Regions from separate parts of the Mus musculus genome. Here region 1 is linked to region 2. Evidence: chromatin contacts called from public Hi-C data. All regions are on one chromosome and are shown on one strand. Each heading gives the region's core, a stretch centred on a gene start, on an enhancer-like site or on the middle of the called end of the contact. The rest is flanking DNA. Distances are from core to core; before and after follow the strand shown. Region 1 has its middle 80 kb from the start of Nnt. Region 2 has its middle 33 kb from the start of Mrps30.

What was found. Hi-C and Micro-C count contacts between places; a contact is called where the count stands out from the background.
Region 1: a contact with region 2 is called in a Hi-C map of bone marrow-derived macrophages, with 9 read pairs. The contact joins two enhancer-like sites. A contact is called at or near these places in 2 of 39 promoter capture datasets (the 3T3-L1 cell line and hippocampal neurons), 31 of 484 Hi-C or Micro-C datasets (the 3T3-L1 cell line, 3T3-L1-derived adipocytes, the NIH/3T3 cell line and 16 more) and 7 of 115 datasets of contacts at active chromatin or transcription factors (bone marrow-derived dendritic cells, cardiomyocytes, differentiating embryonic stem cells and 4 more).

What each region holds. Positions count from the first base shown.
Region 1 is chr13:119,326,258-119,332,084 of GRCm38.p6, reverse strand. No RefSeq gene overlaps it. Among named protein-coding and RNA genes, the nearest start is that of Nnt, 80 kb to the left of the region's middle. Within about 2 kb of position 2,659, at least 8 of the 459 cell types and tissues checked have an H3K27ac peak or open chromatin away from gene starts, as enhancers often do. A contact at or near this core is called in bone marrow-derived macrophages, where this site is marked.
Region 2 is chr13:118,417,175-118,423,839 of GRCm38.p6, reverse strand. No RefSeq gene overlaps it. Among named protein-coding and RNA genes, the nearest start is that of Mrps30, 33 kb to the right of the region's middle. Within about 2 kb of position 3,224, at least 14 of the 459 cell types and tissues checked have an H3K27ac peak or open chromatin away from gene starts, as enhancers often do. A contact at or near this core is called in bone marrow-derived macrophages, where this site is marked.

The sequences.
Region 1 (5,827 bases), core at 1,410-3,909, 910 kb before region 2:
AATACCTAGTTTATAGCTCTTGTGAGCTTTGAGTGCTTTGCCAGGAAATATTGGGTCAGAATATAAGACATGGTCAGAAACACATGTATCCCCTCCACACACAAGAATCGCAAACCAAAGTCCTCCGTTCCAGTGGTAGCAGCTTGCACAATCTAGATGATCATTATATTCTCAAAAGAAGAATCAGCCAAGAGAACACAGACAAAGAGAAAACAGAACTTTCCCAAGCGAAGCTTTGAAAAGTATTGGATCAACAAAGCAGCAAAAAGTGGTCTCAAGTGAATGTCAAAGCACTCAAAATTCTTGTTCTTAAACTTTATCTTTTAGAAATCCCATCTTGAGCCAAAGATCCATTTTTCCCCCTCACGATTTAAACCAGTTTAGATATTTATACTGGCAACATAGTAATGTATGAGACAGAAATCGAAATAGCTAATATTTGAAGCTTTTAAATATAAGGTGGTTTTGGTGGTTTGAATATTCTTGGCCCATGGGAAGTGGTGCTATTAGGAGGCAAGGCCTTGTTGGAGGAAGTGTGTCACTGTGTATTTGCACTTTGAGGTCTTATGCTTGAGCCCTACCAAGGGTGGAAGAGATTCAGGGTAGAAGACAGAGTCCTCTCTTGGCTGCCTTTGGATCAAGGTGTAGAACTCTCAGCTCCTCCAGCACCATGTCTACCTGCATGCTGTCATACTTCCTGCCATGATGATAATGGGCCGAACCTCTGGAACCATAAGCTAGTCCCAATGAAGTGTTTGCCTTTGTAAGAGTTGCCTTGGTCATGGTGTCTCTTCAAAGCAATGAAAACCCAACTAAGAGAGTGGTGAATGAAAATAGATATGAGAGGTCTTGAATGAGATGGTTATGACAGAGAAGATAAGCACGGTGTAATGGTTGGAGCCATTTAGAAGAACAGAGCTGGTAGAATGAATGTATATTTGAAATGGGTCTTAGGTCTCTCAGGCTGTAGAGTGCAAAATGGCTGTCTGCGTATCAGAGAGGCTGAAAACTTGACAGCTGCTCAGTCCATGAATCTGGGTGACTCAGGAGTTCCAACCTGGTGCTGAAAGCTGAGGTGGATTTCCTGGAAAGCCACAGGTCCTCAGAGTAAATGCAAGGCTGGGGAAGCTGGGTTCTGAAGCAAAGGGTGGCAGTGGCAGACTAGCATGCTTCCTACATAATGAATCACTTCTGGCCACGTTTTCATGTCTGGAGTGTTACCTCTCGATAAAGTAAGCATGAGAGTATTTATATCTAAGTTTATATAAATATAAGTGTGTGTCTAACGTCATGCAAGGAAGGAGAAATGTTGTCTTCCTTAGCTTTAATTGTAGCTTGACACAGTGTTAAGTCATCTGAGAGGAAGACTTGAGGAACTGTCTAGAGCAGACTGGCCTGTGAGTATGGTTGTGGGAGGTTGTCTTGGCTATTAATTGATGACGGAGGGATGGCCCACTCCAGGAGGTGGCATCTGCAGGCAGGGTTGTAGAAGAACACTAGCTAAGCATAAGCCTGTGAGCGAGCTAGCCAGCCAGCCAGCAAGCTCCTTCATGGCTTTTGCCTCCGGGGTCCTACCTTAAGTGTTTGCCCCAAATTCTCTCAATAATGGGCAGTGACCTAGAAGTATAAGTCAAGTAAACCTTTTCTCCTCTGAGCTTCTTTTGGTCAGAGTGTTTTATCTCAGCACCAGAAAGGAAGCCAAAACAGGACAGAAGGAGACTTACATTTGCTTCTGTCTCACATTCACTTTTGTTCAGGACCCATTTTCTGGCGGTTTGTCTTATTTTTCTTTTTGATTCTGGATAGAAAGACTCCGTTTGTCTTCTCCTCAAATAGATAACAGTAAGAATAGCTGCTGGTTAATAACTACTTTGTCATCTTTTCCACCTTTTGGGCTTTAAGTGAATCCTATCATGAAAATTGGCCACAGGACTTCAATCCGGATCAGGTTGATACTAAATTTCATTTACATGGTGACTTCTGGAAAAAAAAATATCTCTAATAAAATATAGAAAACCCTTTTCTTATTGTTTTGAACATTGTGTGTATGTGTACATGTGTGTGGAGGTTATGACAACTTACAGGAGATGCTTCTCTTCGCAGAATCGGATTCAAGATGTCAGTCTTGGCAGCATGTACCTTCCTTCACTGACCCATCGCACCTCCCCCAGCTGCTACCATTTTGCCTTATACACAAAAAACCTGAACCCCAAGAGCACTTCATCTTTAAGAGCAGACTGTCCACCACTCTGGGTTTCATGCTGTGCGATCCTCCCTCCGACACCTACTGGCTTGGCTTGACCTGTAGAGTTTCCTGGATCAGCTATTCCAATCTAGCTTTTTGCTGAAGATTTTTAACTCCCTCATAGTTCACGAACTCAGATGTGCCAGGATATGGCTTTATTCTCATACAACTGAACTTACTTCCTCTTCTGAGTCATGAATTTCCCCTAAAGATAGAAATTTGATTTTACATTAAGGTCTTTCCTTGTCCATGACTTTCTTCTGGGGACACACAGAAAGCAAGTGACTGTCAGGGTAGATTGAGTACAGTTTGAGTTGTATTTTTCCCCCTTTTCATTCTCTGACGTCTTCCCTCTGTTCTTTGGTTTAAATACAGGAGTTTTATCATGGCTAATTCAGTTTGGATTGGGGTAGTGAAACTATGCAAAGCCGAGGGCATGATACACTCAAAATATTTTGAAAAAAATTCCTGTTACTTCCATTTATATTTAGGGTGAAAAATTTAATGGCCTTCATGTAAGACCGTTACTAGTACTATTCACACAAGGAAAATATTAGACACCCTGTTCAAATAATTTAGCCTGAGGTTCACCCAAATGTTTTATGTAAAGACATTTTAAGGAAGACCTATTTAATTTATCTGGTGAGAGGAACGGAATTACATCAGAAATTTGTATTTTAGGAAATTTAGTGAGATGTTGAACTGGTTTGGGAAGGGTTTTTTCCCTTTGTCCTATGAAGATTAAAAAGTGCCTTATCATCTAATTTCAAGTCATTTATCAGCAATGCTTTGGTATTACATCTACAGCCAAATTTTGGGAAGGATCATTAATTTGTAGTTGGAGCGCACACGAAACAAAGACAGAAAGGTCAAAATGCCACTCTACTGATAATTCTTCTTGTTTTAAGAACACAAGTTAGCATTTCTAGGCCGGCCAACATTTCTGTACTGACGCATTACTCATGAAATGGTTTTTAAAAAGCAATTCCTCTGTATGTTACTAATTGCAATTTTCACTGGAGAAGCTAGGGCAAAGTATACCACAAACTTCTTTTACTCTGTGGCAGATAGAAAATAAAATCAAATCACATTTCCCTTAAAATTATCAGTGCTTGGTAATTTCTGTAAATGCCATGGCTCCACTATTAGGCATATGCCTTTTGCTCCTCTGTAATAATATCCCTCCTGCTCCAGAAATAAAGTAAGTCGAGACAAAGATAAACACATTTAAAGCTGTCATAACTCAATCTTTCCATACCATACTGCTCAATGGCATTAGAGCAGACTGCAAGGAGAATACAGGTTCATAACATGGTAGGTAGTCTGCTTGGAAATGACACAGCAGGAAAGGGACCTTGTCATTGAATCCAGCTTGAGAGAATGAGGTGGCTGTAGATAAGTCTTTATAGGCTTTTCCATATTGCATGAGACAGGGAGATAGAACAGAAGACAAACCATCATAGTTCTTGTGGATTAAAAATGGGGATGGGGATGTCAAAGGGACCCTTGATGTGTCATTTTTTGAAAGAAATGTAGTGAGCTGCATTTCACACTAGAAGCTGGGACTAGGGATACGGGTAGGTTGGTAGATTGCTTATCTAGCATGGATGACAACCGTGCTGAGTAAGGCCACGGATGTCTTTTCTACCCAGCAGCCTGCATAGCACCTTCCCCCACTATGCAAGTTCGACAGCAGGAAAAGAGACTCTTGGTCAGTTTCTGATTGATTTTCGATATCCTGCAAACAAAGTGTGTGGTGTGTTCAGCAGTTGGGTCTTATCATTTAGTTAATCGAGACCAACCAAGAGCAATGAGAATAGCTATGTTATTTTGGGACCTCCTTGAACAATAACTCAAAGGGAAGGATCTCATGTCTGGCAATAGGAGAGAGCACTGGACCCGAAGGAGTTGGGATTCCAGGTGGTTGTGAGCCATCTAGATGGGTGCTGGGAACCACAGTTGGGTCTTCTGTAAGAACAAGAGCTGTACTCATAACTGCTGAGCCTTCTTTCCAGCCCCAATATTTATTTTATATTTCAAAATTTGTTTATAAACTAGTAGATGTTCATAAGACTTCTTAAATTCTATCATCTATCTATCTATCTATCTATCTATCTATCTATCTATCTATCTATCTATCTATCTATCATCTATCTATCTATCTATCTATCTATCTATCTATCTATCTATCTCTATATGTTTCTCTCTTCTGCCCCCCCCTCTAGTGCATACACACGTGTCTGTGTGTACATACTTGTGTGTGTGCTAGAGTGCATGTGTGGAGGACAGAGGACAACCCATGAGAGTTGGTTCTTTCCTTTCACGACAGCTTCAAGGGATCACTCTCCAGTTGTCAGGCCTATTGGCAAGTGCCTGCTCCTGCTGAGGTGTCTTGTAGGCCCTCATCTGTTGATTTTGACATCGACTAACCTCCTGTTTTAAAACTGTTTTCGGCAAAAATTATATTAAAAAAAAATCAAAACAATCTCAGTATTTCCCTAAATCTGTTCTTTACCCAGCCTTTGTCAGAGCACGAGTAAAGGAAGAACATCATGTTCTTTGCCTTACAGACTGCTCAATTTACCAAGAAAACACTCAGGCAATTGAAACCAGGCACCAGCAATTCAGTTGTACCAGCTTGTGTGTCTTCTGGGGTCCTGTTTGCCTGCTAGCTTTGACCTCAGAAGATCAGCTTATTAGGCAATAAGCAGCCTCATTTCTGATTGCCAGTGGCTCTGGTTATGTAGTTTGGGGTCAGTTTAGTCAGAATTTCCTTCCTCATTCAATTTTAGCTCAGTCCCAACAGAAATTGTATGAGATTTGGAGCATGAGGTGAAGCAGTTACCACTTTGTCCTGAAGGTTTGCTCAAGTCCTGGGATGCCTACAGCTCTGTGTGCAGCATGCCTCATCTCAGGGCTGATGGGTTGCTTGGTGTAGCATCTGCTTGTGGAAGAGCAGCAGGTCTGATTTGTCCTTGCTTCTCTTGAGTCATGTCCAGATGACGGTCTTGCCCCATGGTGGTGGTCACTTCAGTGCCACCAGCAGGAACAGCTGAGAACTTTTCATAGACACCTACACCAATACTCACAATTGTGTGAAGTCCCCTTCTTAGGAAATATCTATATTCTCATTATTTCCAGTTCTTGGAATGTAACTTATTTTGATACAGTTCCCTTACAACAGATTAAGAGCAGGGAATTTAGCTAATTTATGGTGATTGATATGATGAGATGGCATAAGTTTTTAAATTTATAAATAATCAAAACATCTTATTTAATAATTTCAAACACTTCTAGCAAAGTTGTTGGATCTTTTTCAAAAGAACAATTCAGCACCATGGGCACTTCAACACCTATAGCATCTATTCTTTCTCTGACAGAGCACAGGAATACATATTTATAGATATGAGGAAAGGAGACTAAATGTTTTTAATGACATTTTAGTGACAATGCATTATGTATCTTAACACTTGTTTTCACAAATGTCAATTCATCATTTTTTGTTTGTTCCCGGCTTGAATATATGGCTCATGTTGGCCTATGAGACATTGGCAAGTGACATACAAATGATTATTTTTTTTA
Region 2 (6,665 bases), core at 1,975-4,474:
ACTCCCATCGAACAGAAGATGGGACCTGATGCTGGACCAATAACCAGAGATGGCCCAAACCAATAATGAAATCAGAAAGAAGCCGGGTGTGGTGGCGCACACCTTTAATCCCAGCACTTGGGAGGCAGAGGCAGGCCAATTTCTGAGTTCAAGGCCAGCCTGGTCTACAAAGTGAGTTCCAGGACAGCCAGGGCTATACAGAGAAACTCTGTCTCAAAAAACCAACAACAACAACAAAAAAAAAAAGAAAGAAAGAAAGAAAGAAAGAAAGAAAGAAAGAAAGAAAGAAAGAAAGAAAGAAAAAAGAGTAAGAAAGAAAGAAAGAAAGAAAGAGAAAGAAAAAAAGAAATCAGAAAGAATTGGAAAGGACTATGTTTACTTTTATAAAACAATAGATTTTAAAGTTTTAAACAATATGACAAGTGAATGTAAAATCTGAACAGTATCAGAATTGAAAGAATTTTCAAGTATTAGCATGTAAAAACCCACAAGGCCTGAAGGGAATAACAGGTGAGATCAATTAGACCTTTAAAGAATGGAAATTTCCAAACTTTTGTAAACTTTTCCAGAGTATAGATGAACAAAAAGTTCCACATTCAGAATATATAAAGATGGCCATGTATATATGTTAATGTAAAATCCTAAATCAATCATATAAAACATAATCCTACAGAGCAATTAAACTTTTTATATAGGGCCGAGAATGTAGCTCAGTTGCTGAGAGCTTAGTAAAAATTCACAAAGCTCTTGGTCTGATTCCTACCACTACACAAACCAGATTGTCTTTGTACTCCTGTAATCCTAGTATTTGAGAGAAGGGAGCAAGAATATCAGAGGTCTAAGGTCATCCTTGGCTACAAAACAACTTCAAGGTCATCCCAGGATTCATGAGACTCTACTCCCACAAGATAGAGACATAAATAAATAAATATTAATGTAAATAAATACTTATAAGGTAATTGATATAAATTTAGATTGTTTCCAGAGGTATGTGAATAATTCAATTATTATTAAATCTCTTAATATTACTTGGCTTATAAGAATGACCAAAAAAATTAAACTCATTTGATAAAGCTCACAATGTATTTGAATAAAATGGGAGCTTTTAAACACTGGATATAGTTGCAAATGTTTAGAAGAATAACAATAAATGGTAAATATTGGAGGACATAAAAATATAATCTCTATATTGCACAATGTGTGTATATATTGATTTATACTGGATGATATAAATATTCACTAATAATGTGCCTATTAAAAATTTAAAATAAGGATATCTACTATATCAATATAGATACTGTGGGTATGTAAATCAGAAAAAAGTTAAACATGGGCCTTAAACTTTGTATGGTTCCAAAAAAAGGAAAGTAGTTCATCTAGGTGCTTCTGAATTAAAAGTCCTCACAGGCCTGCAGCCAAGGAGCTCTGCACTCCAGTAGAGTTTCTAAAATTAGATATAAATGGAGAAAATTGTTACCTTAAAAATCATAAAATAATTACAAAGTCTGGAAAAATCAAAGAATGTTCAGTGTCACAGAATGTATTAACATTGTTTATTATTGTGGTAGATTGAGTATAAAATAATGATATGTAAGAGAAATCAAGTAAAATATTTCACTATCCATTTATGTTTTAAAGGCGTCACAAAACTAAAAGTGGAAGACTTTATCAGCTGGAATAAAACTTAGTTATAAACATCAGCAATCACCCCTCATGATCAATATAACTGGACACAGAAACCTCTACAAACATCCTTCATCATGAATAAAAGGAATGAAATGCAATAGTATTAGGATATGGATGTTCGGTATCATCAAGATGATTTAATGGTGTGTCATTATAAACTCTGTAACGCATGTGAAAAGAACATGTGAAAGAGCTCAAAGATAAGAAACCACACTGTTATGTTTTCATTCTGTAAATACCACATAGAAACTCACACGGAGAAACAATAAAACTTACCAAATTAATATATGCATTTAAAAATCATCAAAACTCTATATGAGCTGTTTCTAAATAAAATTCATAAATGTTTCTTTAAAAGTCATTGTTCATAGTTTTGTTTTTCAGGCAGTTATTAAGTAGGAATTAGTGTAATTCCTTATGATTTTCATGTCACCTCACTAATTAGAGGTCCCTTTTCTGTCCCGTATCCTAGATCAGATCCCTTGTGATGTACAACTCCTCTCTGCATTTCTTCCCAATTCCTGCACCCAAGCAATGGTTCCTCTTTATATTTCTGAATTCTTCAATTACCCCAAGATATTTACTCATATCTGAAGATGTAGAGCCACTTACAAAATGAAAAAAAACAACTTTTATTATATGTATCTGTTTACATATACATATATTTTACTTAAATATACATTTTTTTCCTTGGGCTAACAGTGCTTCCTCCAAGAACCAAAGGACATCTACCATAAATCCAAGCATCATGCATGAGAAGCACTCTTTTCAGTTGTTAGCCGGGTCTGTCCCAGAACATAATGCCTACTGGTATTGCCTGTGGTTGCTTCCCAGAGGTGGAAGGAAGTCCTTATTACTGCAGACTCCATGCATTTCCGACGCCCATCCCAGAGGTCTCTGATCTGGAACTACTCTGGATGCCTCCTCCTTAAGGACTACCTTTCCAGTATCCAGAAAACAACATGAGAGCTTCCAAAGGAGGGAAGCAACCCACAGTCCAAGCCTGCTATGTCACAGGTAAATCACAGCCACCAGCATGGCACAGTAACCCTATGGTGAAGTAGTGGTAGGCATAGTAACTGCTCTCTAATCAGACATAAGGACCGTTCAGCAAGAGGGAAGTTGTGCCTAGTACTGAAAACCTAGCCACCTACCTACAGCTGGTGGAGCCATGGATTTTGGAGGAGAGCCTACAACCAACACTTTAATAAACCACCATAATCCCTAACTACATTCTAAATATTTACCCTTATGCTCACAGAGAAATGTAGTCCTCACCCCTCATCAAGTAAATTTCTCCTTGTAACAGACAGGAACGATTTCAGAAAACTACCTCTGGACAAAATGCAGAATTGTGGAGCCCAATTCCAGTGAATATAACCACAAAACAAAAACAAAAACAAAAACAAAACAAAACAAAACAAAACAAAACAAAACAAAACAAAACAAAACAAAACAAAACAAAACCCTCCCACATACCAGGCTCAGGGGCTATTGCAAAAGGGGAATGGAGAAGTTGTTAGAACCAGAGACTCCGGGATCTTGCTGTGACATTTCCTGCTAATATCAGAAGCTACACCCATAAAGTCTCTCACCAACATGACTTCCTAAAAATTAGCAGAAGAACCATAACAAACATGCTAAATATTGTCAGCCCTGAAAACATACATTCAAGTTTCAAACACTTATATAGACTTCACAGTTTCTATTTAGGTGTGTGTGTGTGTGTGTGTGTGTGTGTGTGTGTGTGTGTGTGTTTATTAATAAAAATAGGTCACTAATATGAAAGATAGCAAGGAAATGCATATGGAAGGGGCTGGAGGGAGGAAAGGAAAGGGGATATGATATAATTATAGTATAATCTCAAACATATAGGAAGTAAAAAAAGTCATGAGTTGAGTTTTAGAATAAATGAATGCTAAATTGATTTTAAAAAACAAAAGCTTTCTCTCCAATTTGAAAATATATATATAAATTTTACTCATACTGAAATAAAATGAAGAAAAAACACAAATAACAATACAACAATATTCAGGTGGAATGATTAATTACTATATATATACATATATGACGTAAAATATGCATATGTCACAGATATTTAATACAATATTTTATAAAAATATTTATAACTATATATTTGAAACTATAAGTGACTTAGATATCTTTTCAAACATGAAATAACATTAATGCTATTGATAATAACTTATCTCATTAGAAAAATAAATCTGTAAATAACATACTTTTGTATAAAAAACTTCTAGCTTCTTTCTGATAGTACCAATGGAAATACTCTAAAAATATTTAAAGGAGAATAAGTTCTTTTGCAGAGCATATAATGGCTGAGAGTTAGAACATCACGTTACCAAACTTTATTAAGAGCATAAAGTCCTGGGGGTTACAATGTAGGCTCAGTGGCTAAGGATGGTACTACTCTTTCAAGAGGAACTGGTTTCCAGCACTCGCACTTGGTGGTTCACAACCTCTTGCTAATTTGCTCTCCAGAGGATCTGATACAATCTGGCCTTCCTCAGGTACCTGCACTGACTTGTTCACACACACACATAGACATATAAGCTTATATAAATTTTGAAAAATCAAAAAACTAAGACAGGAAATTCTTACCAGAATGTTCATTGTAAACCTTTACTTTTACAGAGAACTTAACTACAGAATTAGCAAATTGAACCAAGTATTATATAATAATAATGTATTTTATTAGACTTGAAACTGTTTCAGGAACAACATTTAGAGATTAATAATCATGATTCTTTGAACTATTAGAATAAAATAAAATTATAAAATCTCAACTATCGATTTTTAAAATGTATTTAATATGTCAATACCTATTGAAACAATCTGGGCAAGCAAAGATACTGTAAAGGCTGTTGCTTAGTCAGATAAGTATCTCATACAAAGAATATTAAAACTTTTCCTTTTAAAGAGAAAAATGAGAAAAGCATTTCTTTCTACTCGACTTTGACTAGAGAACTCAGTATAAAAATTTAAGAGAAAAATATTTGTTTAGACATAACTGATGGGATATTTCAAATGAGAATGAGCACAAATTTTTCTCAACCAACTAAATCAGAAAGTATATTTTCTTTTTTTAAGTATAAATTATAAGATAATATATCAAATAGTTATATATTGTAGATTATATATTGTATATGTAGTAAAATAAACATATTAAAATAATTTTAGAGCAGAAAAATAAAGACAGGCATGGTTTGTAATCTTCACTTTGTAAATTTATTTCATAGGGATGAAATTTAATGAAACATGAACACAAGTAACTGTATTCTAGATTACTACATAGCTATTAAAATAAGCATGTTCATCAACTATATTGACTTAAATGTTTGACAAAAACATGCATTTTAAGAGTCAGTTTCAGAACTAGTGTCTGCTATTAAACATTAGAAACCTAATGCAGAATAAGAACAAAAATAGCAAAAAATCATACGTTCATAAATGATTGTCAATGTATATGAGAAAACACACTGAACAAAACTCATTATACTGAGAATGTTTTTACTTATTTAACATCGGTGTCGTTATGCAAATACAATGCAGACAGTTGGGACTGATCAGTTTTATCATGTGAAGGAGCACACGGAGTATTGTGAATAAGTCTTTCTAGCAGTGCATTCATCTCAGTGACAGCTTTATTCTAGCTGGCATGCTCGCTGCTATGTTTATTTTGCATTTTTATGGTAATGAAGAGCTCAGAAGTGCTCATTTATTCTTTCTCAATTCTTGCTGACTCAAACAGAAAGTTAGCCCTTTGGGGGGAAAGTGTGAAGTCAGACACTCAGGGAGGTGAGATTGGTGATCATCTCTTTTTGTCACACAACAGCAGTGCTGGCCGGAGATATACTGGGAGTGGATGACTGCTTGTCTTGTTTTTAATAAAAGTAACTGCCACGGACAGCAATGGAATCCCCCAGTTTTATAAAGGTGCATTTAGTGCTATTTATGTCTGTTTAGTTTAACAAGACAGTAAACCATACACTAGCTCCATATCATCTGTGGGATGTTAAAACATTTTGTCATGCTTTGGAAATCTAAAAGATACTTCTATAAATCAAGAATGATGGGGAGTTTTTCATGTTGCCAATTATTTGTAAAAATCTATTTCTATGAGTCGCTATGGATTCGTGTTTCTTGAATTGCTTTTAAAAGGTGGCCACCATTGTAGGCTTTGTTGTCTTACACCTAGTTTGAACTTCGGATTCAGAAAGTGCTCTGCATAACTGAAATGATGCGGTAATTGAGTGGCCTAGGTTTGGCTGCTAAGGCAAGGTTCCAGTAGCTAAGAACTGCGCATTTCAATTTTACTTCCAGCTTTACCACTTCTGTTTTTGTTCTCCTACCCCTGATTTCTGGTAAGTCATTTGTGCTTGTCTATATATATTGTGTGCTCTGGGCATCCCCTCTTCGGTGCTCAGAAAATGTCTAAATATAGCAATGAAACAAACCCGTTTTTCAAATTCCTGTAGTGCAGAACTTTTTGGGGAACAACTATTGAAAATAAGTGGAAAAAAATAAGCATGCTCATTCATTGTAGTGCCATTTTACATTGTGCTGCAAGGAACCAGAGGGAAAGAGTTTAAAATATGGAAGTCTCTGTGGGGCTTGAATGAAAATGACCCCCATAGTCTCATACATTTAAATATTTAGGTCCCAGCTGGTGAAACTGTTTGGGAAGGATTATGGAGTGTGATCTTGTTAAAGAATATGTGATTCTTTGAGGTTTCAAAATCCTTTTCCAGTTAGTCTCTCTCTCTCTCTCTCTCTCTCTCTCTCTCTCTCTCTCTCTCTCTCTCTCTCTCTCTCTCTCTCTCTCTCGTCCATTGATGGAATGTGAGCTCTAGACTACTAGACTACTGCTCCATACCTGCCTACCTGCCTGCTACCATTCTTCTTCCCGAAAAGCTCATAACTGTAACCCTCTCAGATTATAAGTTGCCTTCCTCATG